Linked DNA regions of Rattus norvegicus: all the other regions are linked to region 1. A link is a contact called in public Hi-C data. All regions are on one chromosome and are shown on one strand. Each heading gives the region's core, a stretch centred on a gene start, on an enhancer-like site or on the middle of the called end of the contact. The rest is flanking DNA. Distances are from core to core; before and after follow the strand shown. Region 1 holds the start of Borcs5 (BLOC-1 related complex subunit 5). Region 2 overlaps LOC108350781 (a long non-coding RNA gene). Region 3 holds the start of Crebl2 (cAMP responsive element binding protein-like 2).

The links. A called contact is a pair of places that touch in the nucleus more often than the background predicts.
Region 2: a contact with region 1 is called in a Hi-C map of Schwann cells, with 5 times the contacts expected there. The contact joins the enhancer-like site here to the promoter of Borcs5 in region 1. A contact is called at or near these places in 4 of 12 Hi-C or Micro-C datasets (Schwann cells, liver and prefrontal cortex).
Region 3: a Hi-C map of psoas muscle shows a contact between it and region 1, with 2.3 times the contacts expected there. The contact joins the promoter of Crebl2 here to the promoter of Borcs5 in region 1. A contact is called at or near these places in 3 of 12 Hi-C or Micro-C datasets (the A7r5 cell line, mammary epithelial cells and psoas muscle).

Annotation. Positions count from the first base shown.
Region 1 is chr4:169,202,685-169,207,527 of GRCr8, reverse strand. Borcs5 (BLOC-1 related complex subunit 5) reads right to left here and starts at 2,810. Exons shown (of 4, transcript NM_001108650.2): 1 at 2,737-2,810. The coding sequence starts at 2,794.
Region 2 is chr4:169,433,704-169,438,546 of GRCr8, reverse strand. LOC108350781 (a long non-coding RNA gene) reads right to left here. Exons shown (of 3, transcript XR_001837740.3): 1 at 2,871-4,843. Among named protein-coding and RNA genes, the nearest start is that of Crebl2, 31 kb to the right of the region's middle. Within about 2 kb of position 2,991, at least 38 of the 93 cell types and tissues checked have an H3K27ac peak or open chromatin away from gene starts, as enhancers often do. A contact at or near this core is called in Schwann cells and prefrontal cortex, where this site is marked.
Region 3 is chr4:169,402,055-169,406,897 of GRCr8, reverse strand. It overlaps Crebl2 (cAMP responsive element binding protein-like 2), which reads right to left and starts at 2,135. Exons shown (of 5, transcript NM_001015027.1): 1 at 1,978-2,135. The coding sequence starts at 1,992.

The DNA of each region.
Region 1 (4,843 bases), core at 1,561-4,060:
CTCAGGAGGTAGATATCGGTAAATCCAAACTTCAGTAACAGGGGTTGGAGACATGGTTTACCAGTTAAAAGCACTGGCTGCTCTTCCAGAGGTCCTGAGTTCAATTCCCAGCAACCACATGGTGGCTCACAACCATCTGTAACAGGGATCTAATGCCCTGTCCTGGTGTCCTACACTGAGGACAGCTACAATGTACTCATATAATAAAATAAATATTTTTTTTGGTTCTTTTTTTTTTGGAGCTGGGGACCGAACCCAGGGCCTTGCACTTCCTAGGTAAGCGCTCTACCACTGAGCTAAATCCCCAGCCCCAAAATAAATATTTTTAAAAAATCATTTGTAATTCCAGTTTTAGTTGATCCAGTGCCCTCTTGTGGTCTTCTCAAGCACTACATATATGTGGTGCAGAGACCTGATGTGGAGACAAAACATCTAGACCCATAATAATATTTTGTTTAAAAAAATCAACAGCCTTTGGAGTATAGCTCCATCTAGACTACATAAAATATTGTCACAAAGGAAGAAAAAAAGAATGTTTTTACAGAACCAAATGTAGTTACTTTCTAGTGGGGCTGGCAAAGGTAGATCATAGACAACTTTTTCTTTTTCCCCTCCCTGTGGTACTAAGGATTGTACCCAGAGCCTATCACATACTAGGCAAGTGTCTTACCACTGAGCTACATGGCCCCAGCCCAAGCCCAAGACTTCTATTTTTCTATTTTCATATATATATATATATATATATATATATATATATATATATATATATGGCAAACCCTCAAACATAACAGAAAGCTATAACATGAATGAATTCTTTCATAACCATGCAATTTTATTACTCAACACACAAAAGCACAGGCAATTTTTTTTAACGTCTCCTTCTTTGATTGTTCTGTAGTTTACAGATTTGCCCAAGGTCAGCAGCCCTAGAAACAGATTTAGGAAAGGCACTGAGGGTTTCTTGGTGACACGGAATGCCAACCATATCAAAGCCAACCAGGTGTGTTGAACAGAGCCAGTAGTGGCCGAAACCTCTGGTTCCAACCACAGATTGTAAGTCTATACCTAAGGCTCTGGGGAGCTTTGGTGCAGCACAGAAGGCAGAAACCATCAACAGGACCATTTCAGGCAGAGGCGGCGTTCAGAAAATTGGAGCATTGCTTCTGGGGTATGTCAATTTAAACCTACAAGGAGTCTCTAGAACAAGAAGTCTCTTACCCAAATAATTCCCTGGCTGGAACGAGAATGAACCCTAAAATGTCTTAATACTCGAAAGTTCTACTGGACAATAAGTACACTCAGGCCCATCAGTTTGAACGTAGATATCACAGAAACTACTCTGTCTTCTAGAAGCTAGCCTCTCCTGATGCCTGACCTTGCTGGGGTGGGAGTAGGGGACAGAGGACAACAATGACAGGCCTCTGCTTTTATTGCTTTTTCAGGAAAAGTTTATCCTGGCTTTGTAATTTATCTAACTTTGTTTTACAAAAGTCGTACCAGTCTTTTCTGTTACAAATTACACCACCCTCCTCTCCCCAGACTCAAAGGAAGAGGGACATGAAAGTATTTAGGCATTATTTCTTCATAAAACGGGTAAAGATGTGGGCAAAAAATATGTATACTATAAAAATTACATATAGGGGCTGGGGATTTAGCTCAGTGGTAGAGCGCTTACCTAGGAAGTGCAAGGCCCTGGGTTCGGTCCCCAGCTCCAAAAAAAAGAACCAAAAAAAAAAAAAAATTACATATAAACATATGTAAAGGTCTGGCACAGGAGGGTATGTAAATTCTATCAGAACTAAGCCCATGCTGTTGGTTCCCGGATGAGCAGCTGTGTGATAGGAGGCCACACTACTTCCCCTAAAGTATGCTTCTGGCCTGACACAGAAAAGTAAGAGGTGAGCCAGTTTTGCGGGTTTGTTAAAAACAGACATGACGCTCTAGGCCTTCCAAGGAATCAAAGCACGACAAAGCTAGTGGATTCAAGCCCGACTGCAGCTCTTGAAGGAGCTCGTGAGGAACGCCCTTCAGCATGAATCATCCCTGCATCTGTTAGCTTCCACATTTCTGAGTGGCAAAGGTTACCAAGTAGAGAGCCATTCTGCGACTCTTTTGCCATCAGACATTTTAACTAATTAGGCTTGCAACCCTTGAGCCTATCCAGGGCACTCTCAGAGGTTACCTAAGTAACAACAACAAAAGGACCAAATGGTTTTCAACTACCAGCTGTTTTATTGAGTACCCACTATAGGTCCAGCACAATACCCTTCCGATTCCTACCCCAAACGCTTTGAGAAATCTAAAGAAATGTGAACAGAAGATACACTAGAGACTGCCGGCCATCTAGCCAACTTATCAAAAAACGGACCCGATACCTGAATGGGAAAGAGCAGTTCCTGGAAATATTTGCACCCAAACATTGAGAGTGGCCACCCAGTGCTCACAGGTCCCTTCTGAAAAAGTACCCCGACACCCTGATTTTCAGAGAACCTGATCTTAGCGGTTCTGGCTATGATCAATCCAGGTTAGCCAAATCTCGGGCATCAGTGAGGAGTCCTGGACCCGAACATTAAGGAGATCGTTTTTTAAGAATTAGGGTGAAGCTGAGCTAGCCGGTTTAGGGAACCAGGATTTGGGCGGGAGGCCACGCTTTCTCAGTGTTAGGGCACACTGAGGGCCCTTCACTGGGGCTGTCGGCTCCGCCAGCAACACCCGTGCGGGAGGTGAGGCACCGACCTGAGGCGTTCAGATCGCCGGGGCGGCTCTCGGCCTCCGCGCTCTGCTCGCTGCCCATGGCGCCAGCAGCAAAGGGACAGCGGGGCAGGGGCCGGGGAGAGTGGGGAGACCCCGCAGGACCACAGATACTCGAGGAGGCGCGGCGCGAAGGCACGCCGCCACTCGCCTTCCTGAGGGGCGGGTTGACAGAAGGCTCGCGACACCGGCGGGGCTACGGTCGCGACCGGCGGGCGGCGCTGCTGTCATTCACTGGCTCAGTTGTTTCAACTCGCTCCTTCCGGGACGCCGATTGGCCGCGCGGGAGACGCAAGGCCTTCAGTTCCGGGTTTGAAGGTCCCGCCTCCAAGCCGGAGAGACGGGGCGGGGCAGGAGGCGCGCGCTGGAGGCTGGGGCGGCGCTGTCTTAAAGGGCCAGGCTTCCCCAAGGTCAAAGATGACCAGAAGATAAAGTCATTTCCTACCTTGTGTAGCATTGTGAACAACACATGTTAAGAACTGTAATGCTGGTTATCTTCAAACAACTTTACAAAATGGGCTTGATTTTTGTTTTTGAGACAGAAGTTCACACTGTAGCCCTGGTGACCTCCAACTCTTGATCCTCCTGTCTCAACCTACTGTTAAGAGTTTACAGGGGTAAACCACCAGGTCAGGCAAAATCGGTATTTTTACCTCTATTTTACCAATGAGGAAGAAAGGTGGTCTGTAGCCCTCAAATTTCAATTCACGCTAGTACTGAAGCAAAGCTCTTTTCTAAACTTTGAAAGCAGGGAGTTTTGAAGAGGGGGAGGGCAGGCAGGAAATGCCAAGAGTCGGGTGGTTTTGTTTGTTTGTTTTTTGTTTTTGTTTTTTTTAAAGAGTTTTAGAAATAAGAAATTGTTAGGATGTGCTGCTTTCTTGACAGGTCACTATGGGACTACTAGAAGCCAGGAAGATATACAGCTAACAAAAAAAGGAAATTGCTTATCTGCGCAAATCACAGATAGATGGTTAGGGGTTCTCTCATCTGCTTCAAAAATTACAAGCAGCTAGGCTTTTTGATGTATACCTGCGTTTTAAAATTCCTTCCCTTGGGGAGATATAAATACATCGACACCCTCCTACAGTCTCAACTACCCCGAAGTTCAGCCTGAGGAATCAGTGGATTTTACTAGGCTCATTTACAGAGCAAGGGTTGAGGCGGCAGGACCATGGTTTAAAACAGCCACACTGAAAGTTCAGCACGCAACATGCAGGGACATTCCCATTGTCTTAGTCAGGGTTTATATTTCTGCACACAACATCGTGACCCAAACGCAAGCTGTGGAAGAAAAGGTTTACTCAGCTTATACTCCCACATTGCTGTTCATCTCCAAAGGAAGTCAGGACAGGACCCTGGAGGCAGGAGCTGATGCAGAGGCCATAGAGGGGTGCTACTTACTGGCTTGCTTCCCTCAACTTGCTCAGTCTCCTTTCTTATAGAACCCAAGACCACCAGCCCAGGGATGGCACCACCCACAATGCCTGCCCCTACCCTTGATCACTCATTGAGAAAATGCCTTACAGCTGGATCTCATGAAGTCATTTCTTCAAGGGAGGCTCCGTTCTCTGTGATAACTCCAGCTGTGTCAAGCTGACACACAAAACCAGACAGTACATGCATTTAGCTGTGTAACTAGAGTCCCAGCCCTTCGTGTCCCACCTATATACCCTAGCTCCACCCAGAGATAGCCCTCACCCCAAAAGCCACCTTCAAGCAGAATTGCACACAACTGCATAACTGGTTGTGAGGAGTGGCTGGATACTCAGCTGAGAGTTCCATGATCCACCCCCACCCCTTACCCTCTCTTTCCTTCCTGGAATGAAGTCAGAACGCCCCGCTGTGGTGATCTTTGGCTAGCAGGCCCAGTTGGAATCCTGAAGTTTGGTTCATAGTCCTGTACAACAGCCTGTATTCCGGTGCTCGGAAACTGTGGTGGTGGAGACAAGAGGGTCAGGGGTTCAAAGTTGTCCTTGGGTACTTAGAGAGTTTGAGGCCAGCCTAGTCTACATGAGACTTAAGAGACAAAACAAGAAAAGGTGCTTAGACTTTGTGTATAAATAGAATATCAGCAGAGCCAGATTGACCTGGG
Region 2 (4,843 bases), core at 1,742-4,241, 230 kb before region 1:
GTGTGTGTGGTGTGTGTGTGTGTAGGTGTGTGATGTGTGTGTGGTATGTGTGTGTGTATGTGTGTGGTGTATGTGTGTGGTGTGTGTGTGTGGTGTGTGTGTAGGTGTGTGATGTGTGTGTGTGGTATGTGTGTGTGTATGTGTGTGGTGTGTGTGTGTGGTGTATGTGTGTGTGTATGTGTGTGGTGTGTGTGTGTGGTGTGTGTGTGTGGTGTGTGTGTGGTGTGTGTGTATGTGTGTGATGTGTGTGTGTGGTGTGTGTGTGTGGTGTGTGTGTGTGTGGTGTGTGTGTGGTGTGTGTGTATGTGTGTGGTGTGTGTGTGTGGTGTGTGTGTGTGTGGTGTGTATGTGTGTGGTGTGTGTGTATGTGTGTGGTGTGTGTGTGTGGTGTGTGTGTGTGTGGTGTGTGTGTGTGGTGTGTGTGTATGTGTGTGGTGTGTGTGTGTGTGGTGTGTATGTGTGTGTGGTGTGTGTGGTGTGTGTGTGTGTGGTGTGTGTGGTGTGTATGTGTGTGTGGTGTGTGTGGTGTGTGTGTGTGTGTGTGTGTGTGTGTGTGTGTGTGTGTGTGTGTGTGTGCCTGTGCCGTCAGTCTGTGTATTGTAGATGTGTACGGGTGCCTGAGGAAGCCGGAAGAGGACATCGGATCCTCTGCAGCTGGAGTTGCTGGAGTCGCAGGTGGTTGCGAGCAGCCAGGTGGGTGCTGGGAATTGAACCTAGGTCTTTTGGGAGAACAGCCAATGCTTTTAATTGGTGAACCATCTTTCCAGACCCTGTATAATTTAATGTTATTGTATGCATGTATGTATGTATTTATGTATGTATGTCTTAGCTTGCTTCTGTTCCTGGGATAAAAACCACGGGGGAGGAAAGGTTTTATTTTGCCTTACATGTCCCTGTAACAGCCTATCATGAAGGGAAGTCAAGCAGGAGCCTGGAGTCAGAAGCCACAGCAGAGGCCTGGGAATAATGTTACTCACTGGCTTTCCCCAATGCTTGCTCAGCTTATTTATAAAGCACAGGGCCACCGATCCAGTGGGCGGGGCTTTCCCATACCAATCACCTGTCAAGAAAATCCTCGGACAGATTCGCTTCCAGGCTAGTCTGATGGAGACATTTTCTCAATTAAGTTCCTCTTTCCAAATGACTCCAGCTTGTGTCGAGTTGACAAAAATAAGCAGCACAGTTGACCAGCTCGCTTTCTTTATGGATTTTTGGTTTTGATACAAGTAGGCTAAGCTGGTTTAGAACTTTATACAAAGACAAGGTTAGCCTTGAACTCCTGACTCTCCTGGTTTTACCTTCCAAATACTGGGTTTACACCAGTTTGCAGCTCTACACTTAGCTTTGTTTAATTTTCGGTTTTTTTACAAATTTAATTTTTTTTTTTAAGTTAATGTCTCATTATGTAACCCTGGCTGTCCCTGGGACTCACCAGGCAAGACTTAGACTCATACAGATCTGCCTGCCTCTGTGGCCAGAGTGCTGGGATTAAAGTCTTATGCTGGCATGCCCTGCGTCTTCAAATTAAAAAATAAAAAAAGGCTATAGCCCAATGGCAAAGTGACGGTCTAACATGTAAGAAGGTTAGTCCCCAACATCACCCCCACCCCCACTCCCTCTCACACATGCTGGACTATAATAGTTGAGCTCCAGGCCAGCCTAGTTACAAAGCAGGACTATGTCTAATAAAAAGCAAATACATAAAATATTTAGTGCTTAAGAACACTGGCTGTGGGGTTGGGGATTTAGCTCAGCGGTAGAGCACTTGCCTAGCAAGCGCAAGGCCCTGGGTTCGGTCCCCAGCTCCGAAAAAAAGAAAAAAGAAGAAAAAAAAGGACCTGGGTTCAATTCCCAGCACCTACATGGCAGCTCACAACTGTCTAATTCCAGTTCCAGGGGATCTGACAACCTCACACAGACATACATACACAGGCAGAACACCAGTGTTCATAAAAAGAAATTTAGAAAATATTAAGTTACATACATTTTTATCCAGAGCAGAAGGAAGCCTCTTACCCTTTAGAAGATTGTCATCAAGCCACTTAAGTAAAGTTAAGGATGATCGGGGTTGGGGATTTAGCTCAGTGGTAGAGTGCTTGCCTAGCAAGCACAAGGCCCTGGGTTCGGTCCCCAGCTCTGAAAAAAAGAACCAAAAAAAAAAAAAAAAAAAAAAAAAAAAGGATGATCTACCATTCCTGGCAAACTGGGTGGGTGGGTGAGATGGCTCAGCAGGTAGAGGTGCTTGCCACCAATTTGACTGAGTTCTGTCCCTAAACGGAAAGAACCAGCTCCAGAAAGTTGTATCCACCATACCCCTGCCTTATGGTTCTACACACACACACACACACACACACACACACACACACACACACCAATACATTTTATTTAATATTTATTTTTAATTTGGTAATCAGTTCTGTATCTCTCCTGCTTACTGCGACACAATTCATGTGTTGGAGGAAAAAAAACGTCGTTGCTGCGCGCAGACCTTGAAAGGATGCATAGCCCGCCTTTGTTCAAATTCGTCAGGAAGGGAAGGCTGAAGAACCCGGATGCAGTTCTGCAGATTGCCGCTTGACGGCGCTGTGGCTAGCGGGCAGAGCCCTCTCTTGACCAAACTAGTCATCGGAATTCAGAGAAATCTTGGTCTCTTAGCAACCACACAGCCAAGCTTGCTGAGTACCCAGACTCAGCTATGAGTTAATTGGTGTGCTCAAAATGCAAAGCTTCAAACATCAGAGGAAGTCCCCTGGCAAATAATACCCGTTACAGGCGCGAAATCGCTACTCAAAATATTTTTTTTAAACCATTTTACAAATGTGATCACGCTCAAAAAAGCCCCGGCAGACCACCAAACCCACAGCACTTACCGTGTCTTCTCTGTTTTCTGTTCCTTTTCTTTCTAAGTCAGCGTCTCTCATGTACCCCGGGCTGATTTTGTACTCCCTGATCCTCCTGCCTCAACGTCCCCCGTCCTGGGATTACAGGCATGCATCACCACATCTGACGTTTTTCCTTGCTGGCAGCAAATCCAGGACTTTGTGCGTGCTCGGTAAGCACTATACAGTCTGAGCTCCATTCTGCCCCTCGGCTGCTTCCATAATTTGGTTCAGAGAACGTGCAGATGTCGTCATGGCAATACCCTCTAGTTTCCCCTGAGCGGGTGCACATGTGCAGGGTTAAATAGTCAGTTAAACTCGGTGTGGAATGAATTCCGTTCAGGCCTATCTCATTGACCTCAGGCCTCTCAGTTTCTAATTTTTTGAGCTGCTACAATCTAGGCAGTTCTGGACTTTTTCCAAATGTGAACACGTCAAGACGTGCTATCTATTCTTTCTCAGAAGCCTTTTTAAAAGGGTTTTTGGAGTCCGGTGAGATAATTCAATGTTTAAAGGTGCTTGATACCAAGCCTGGTCTGGACCTGAGTTTGAGCTCCTAAACCCACAGGATAGAAGGAGAAAACAGATTCCCATAGTTTGAGCTCTGATCTCTATGCATGCTGTGGTGTATGTATGTGTGCACACATACACATTCACACACACACACACACACACACACAACCACACACCCCTCCAAATAAATAGCAAACAATAAAACACTGCTTTAAGCCAGGGATGCTATACACATATGATTCTAGTACTTGAGAGGATGAGGCAAGAGGACCTGGAATTCAAGGGCTCTTTGTGCTGCAGAGAAAGACCCCGTTTCATGAAAGTTAAATTTACGCACGGTATCTTTCTTAGTTTATTTTCTTGTTCGTGTGATTAAATACTGTGACACAAAAAACTCTAGGGAGGAAAGGTTCAAATGACTGTGAAAGGTTCACAGTTCAAGGTACAGTCCATCATGGAAGCTAATTTAAGGCAGCAGGAACTTGAAAGAGTTGGTCACATCATCTTGGCAGCCAAGAACCAGTGTGAGGAAGAGGGGGAGAAGGAGGGGAGGAAGGAGAGGGAGGGAGGGAGGGAGGGAGGAAGAGTGAACCTTGCTTAGATCATTTTATCCTTTTATTCAGTCCAGGATCCTTTGTAGGAGGAACTGTACCACCCATAGTAGGCAGAAGGAATTGTACCACCCATAGTGGGCAGAAGGAATTGTACCACCCATAGTGGGCAGAAGGAATTGTACTACCCATAGTGGGCAGAAGGAATTGTACTACCCATAGTGGGCAGAAGGAATTGTACTACCCATAGTGGGCAGAAGGAATTGTACTACCCATAGTGGGCAGAAGGAATTGTACCACCTATAGTGGGCAGAAGGAATTGTACCACCCATAGTGGGCAGATTTTCCCACTCTAAATAAAGCAGTCCAGATCATTGATCATCCCCTACATAGATACACTTGGAGGCTCATCTTCCAGGCAATCTTAGATTCTGTCAAATTGGCCACACCAACCATAACAGTGTCCCATGCTTATAACCCCAGCATGTGGGAGCTAGAGGCGAGAGTTAGGAATTCAAAGCCAGGATTGGCTACAGGAGTGTGTGGGAAAACAAAAGCAAAACAAAACCAACTCAAAACAAAGGAATTGCAGGGACTGCACTGGCAACTCTCCATCAGCTCTGAGTTACACAGTAGAGTTTACGAGGTTTGGATGCCCTTCCGACTTGAAGGGTGTGGGGTTTTAGTTCTGCAGGGTAACCAAATGCATGTCCTGCGTCAGGCTGAGGAGGCAGATCTGGAGGTCTGAGGACATCATCTGGTTTGGAGCATGCAACAGCCAGTAGGGTCCTCCAGAAGTTTACTCACCAAAGCTTAGATGCAGAAGACTAACACTCCTTTAGGGGAAAGTTTCGTTGACATTGCAGTAAGGTGGCTATTGCGCTTTTCTGTAGTCATGGC
Region 3 (4,843 bases), core at 886-3,385, 200 kb before region 1:
TACCTAAGAGAACTACTACATAAATCTTTATATTGCCCATAACCCCACTATCACGTGCTGGTTTCAGAAGTGACCTCTATGCAGTTGGGGATATAACTAGTCGGTAGAGTGCTATTCTGGCATGCACAGAGCCCTAGCTTGGCTCAAGCCCTACGCCCACATATAGCCAAGTACAGTAGCACAGGCCTGCAATCCCAGCCCTGGAGAGGTGGAGGGGGTTGGACCTGAAATTCAAGGTCATTCTTGGCTTCACTGAAAATTGGGAAGCCTACCTAGGCTACAAGAGACTCTTTCTGAAAACAAACACCCCTCAAGAACCAACCAACCAACAAATCAAAAACTGTATATGATCTTTTGGTAAGTAAAGTATTTCAAAACCCGATGTACTTTTGTTTGGAACGACTAGAGACCTTAAGAAAGCTGTGAAATACACCATAGGTCTGGAAAGGGTATAACCGAAAATTATACATTATACAACGGCAAAAGCACATCAAAGTCTCCAGGTGAGGAAGAAGACTGCTATACTCTTTCAGCATCCTTGAGATGCTGAGAAGACAATGGATACAGCTTGCAGACTTCATTTCAGGATCAACACGGAAAGATTAAGGTAGTAAAGACTGGAAAAATATTTCCTGGAAAACTCTCGGAACTCTCCCTTTCTATTTTGAAAATACCACTTCCTGTCAGGAAGAGTTTGCTATTTCACAAGCAGTTGGTTCTCCTAGGTGTGTCCAGGAGGCAGATGACAGTGCGGGGCTCTCTCCCTTCTACCTCTTCTCAGAGTCTGCCACATGAATACGTTATATATTAATACAGCATTAATACAGAATAAAACAACCAGCCAAGATAAACTGGATTTTCTTTCTCCCTACCTGTCTGAGGATGTGTGAAACAAAAAAATTAAGAGCAACAAAATTTTGTAAGATGGAAAAAAGGGGGCGGTACCTGAAGGAAAAAGCTCTTCCAAGGAATACAGCAGATTACGAAAAAGTAAGACTTTGAAAAGCATGGGGAAGGAACAGCTTAATTTAAATATTGGCAAAATGTATGCCAAGCATGAAGTTCCTATTGGACATCCCAGCCCTTGGCAGGTGGAAGAGGCAGGGAGGCAGCTGAAGACCATTCTCGGCTACTGAGAGAGTTTGAGGCTAGCCTGGGGTTCCTCCACAATAGAGACAAATTTAAAATGCTTGATTCCTGAAAATGAAAGGCCCAATCCCCAGACATCATAAGGCATTAATAAACTCCCTGACTACTCCTATCTTCATGAAATGTGAAGCTCAAGTAACTTGAGAAGATGGAATCACAGATCTACGAATTAACTCATAATGAGCGCTATTTTATAGTCATAAATAAGTGTGCTAGGGATGAAAGGCTGGATACGGACACTGAGTTGAATTAAAAACGGAGAAAACTACTGTTTTTCTAAAAGAAGGTTTTTAGAGGTAGATTACAGGCCGTGATCTGATAGCAACAGGAGCTAAGCACTTTTTCAACCAACCCCAGGAAAACAGCTCAGGGTTGGGGGAGTGAACTGACTAGATGAATGGGGCATTGAGTGAGCGAGACTGAGGGAGGGAAAACCATCAAGGGTGATTATGCCTAATTCAGGACGCACGAATTAATCTCTCCCAAATGGAAAACGCAAGGAAGGGGGGGAGACGGGGGAGGGGGGAGTGAAGCACAGTAGATTCTTCACTTATTTCGACCTCCAGGTCAGAGACGAGGGCTTGCACTCCTTGGACCCCCAAGCAAACACGGTTACCCGGGTGTGAAAATTTTGCAAGGGCCAGGGCCCTTGCTAGAAAACTGCAGCCTGATGCTCCCTAATATCCTGGCGGGGTGCCAGGGGACATGAGGCACACTGGTATCTATGGCAGGTGTTTCGTGAGTGCTCGCGTGGACTTCTGAACTGAGACTGGGCGGCGAGACTACGTGCGGCGACAAGCAGGCGGCGGCGGCCAGCCCAGGACTTACCTTGCTGTCATCCATCTCCGCAGACAGGCCGGCCCGGCCCGACGCCCTCCCGGCCCTCCCCCTCCTCAGCGGGCCAGGCCCGGCCCCCGCCCCGGGGAAGAAGGGGATATGGCTCTGACTGCCTCCTCCTTCGCCTAACAGTTCGCTTCCCTGAAGCCACGGTCACGGGGACCCGGATCAGTTCAGGAATGGCAGAGCGGACCCTGGAGGCTGCCCCAGGCACCTCCCCGCTCGGTCACCGCCTCCTCCTCCCGCCCCATGACAGGCTCCGGGAGTGTTTACAGACGCACTGGCAAGTGGCCCAACCCGAGGGGGGCGGGGCTCTGCAGGCCGATTGGCCCCTTCGGCCGCCATAGCACAGTGGCATTTTGGGAATTGTAGTTTTTCCTTGCATATTCTCTGCGCGACCGACTGGGAAGGGAACTACGACGTCCAGGTAGCCTCCGCTGCCTAGGCTGTTTTCCTGTGTGTGGCCTAGCAGCGCCCAGGAGGCGGGCCTGAATCAAGACGGAACTAGTTCCTACAACATTTAATTTTAATAATGTTTTGGTTGCGGAGGGCCGGGACCTTGCAGAGAAGAGAGACTGTTCAAGGCTCAGCGGAGGCCGAGCTGAAGGTAGAGAACTGGAAGGCTAGGGCAAATGCTTTCCCTCCTCTCCCATGACGGCCCACGGTAAAGTGGGGCAGATGCTTTGGGAAACAATTGCTTAGTTCTTCAGAACATTAAATACAAGACTTAGTTACCATAGAACCACTTCTAGGTATACAGTCAAAAGAAACGCAGCCACACAACCACACAAAAACGCGTACATAAATGTTATCTCGTATCTCGCTGAATGTTGAAGACTCAGTACTCAAAAAGTGAAAACAGTGATGCCACACGCTTCATCCCAACACTCAGGAGGCAGAAGCAACCTGGTCCACAGAGCACATTCCAGGACAGTCAGGACGGTTATACAGAACGAACAAACATAAAAGAAAAGAGAAAGAAACAGGTACACTCTATTATATCAGTAAGCTTTGACTAAAATGTTAGGCGCCAGTCACCAAAGGCCGTATGTTGTTCGATCCAGCTTATAAGGAAGTATCCAGAATTGGCACAACTAAAAGGACTAGTCTGTTGTTGCCAAATGCTGGGGCTAAGGAATGTCAGGGAAGAAGAGGAATTTTGGTTTCTTGTTGCCTGAAAATGCTCTGAATTGATTTTGGTGACGGCTGCACCATCCTGTGAATAGGCCAAACAAAAACAAAAAACAACAACAAAAAAAAAACCTACTTAACATTTATTTGGGTCAAGTTATGAAGAGATCTCTAAAGTGTCTCTTGACTCAATAAGCCGGTTTGTTAACTGTTATTGTGAGCCACTCTTGGGCTGTGAGAACTGGCCAAAGATTGCGATTTTATCTATTACTTCTGGAAAGCCTTGAGCTCATTCTTTACAAACGCATTTACAGTACCCTTTCCGAAATTCAACTGAGGTGGTGTTGTGGGAATCAGTAGTAAATATACAGGATATATAGTTACATTTGTATTTAAGCTGTGTGTGTGTCCTCTTCTATCTTGATGCACATCGTTGACTCAGGGTCACAGGGCCAGCCACCTATCTCTGCTTCCTTGGCCCTTGCAGAGGGGGCGGGCGCAGCTTTTGACATGGATCCTGGGGAATCTGAACTCAGGAGCTCTTATTTTTGCAGCCATCTCTGCAGCACTCCTTTTTTTGAGATTAGAATTAATATTTTATTTTTTTAATATTTATTTATTTTATGTATATGAATACACTGTAGCTGTCGTCAGACACACCAGAAGAGGGCATCAGATCCCGTTACAGATGGTTGTGAGCCACCATGTGGTTGCTGGGATTTGAACTCAGGACCTCAGGAAGAGCAGTTGGTGCTCTTAACCGCTGAGCCATCTCTCCAGCCCTAGAATTAATATTTTAAACAGGCCGGTCTCACACTTGAGGCATTCCCCCTGCCTCTACCTCCCCAATGCTGTGTAATCAGTACATTCCATCATGTCTGGCATAATAAGCCATACTCTTTTGTTTTAGGATTTAAACATTTTATTTTATGTGTATGGATGGATGTTTTGCACGCACTTCTGTCTGTGCACCAAGTGCCCGCAGTACCCATGGAGGTCAGAAGAGGGTGCCAGATTTCTTGGAACTGGAGTTACTGATCCACTATGTGGGGCTTAGGAATTGAACCCAGGGTCTTCTGAAAGAGCAGCCAGTGCTCTTAACCAGTGTGACATCTCTCCAGTCCCCCATAAGATGTACTTTTATTATTTTTTTTAAAGATTATTTGATTTTTTTTAGTAAAAAGTGGGCAGTCTCTCACCTGGCAACTCTACACTAAGGTTAAAATGGGAAGGTTGAATGATCTTCATCGGAGCTGTCGGGTGACTTAGGAGAACTAAAGCAGATCCACCCCCCACCCCCAACCCCCCATGGTGGAGCCTCATATTCAGATCCTAAGATTAGAAACGGGTCTGGCAGGCTGGCCCTCCTGTGGTCAGACCCACCTAGGTCATTGCAGCTGGCATTCCTAGAGATGAAAGGGACACCTAGTGCTGTCCTTTCCAATGGTTAGGGAAGCAAAAGCCTGAGTGGGGAACAGAGAAATGGCTCAGTGGGTAAAGGTACTTTGTTGCCAAGCCTGAGCTTGATCCCTGGGACATACAAGATGGAAGGGTAGAACTGATGTCTGGGAATTATCCTCTGACATATTCTCTCTCTCTCTCTCTCTCTCTCCCTCCCCCTCCCCTTCTCCCTCTCCCTCTATCACTCACACACACCTTGTGTAGGGTGGTTTCCACCTCAAAGCATACCCTTCTGTTAAAGAAACTGATTTTGCCACAACCCCAC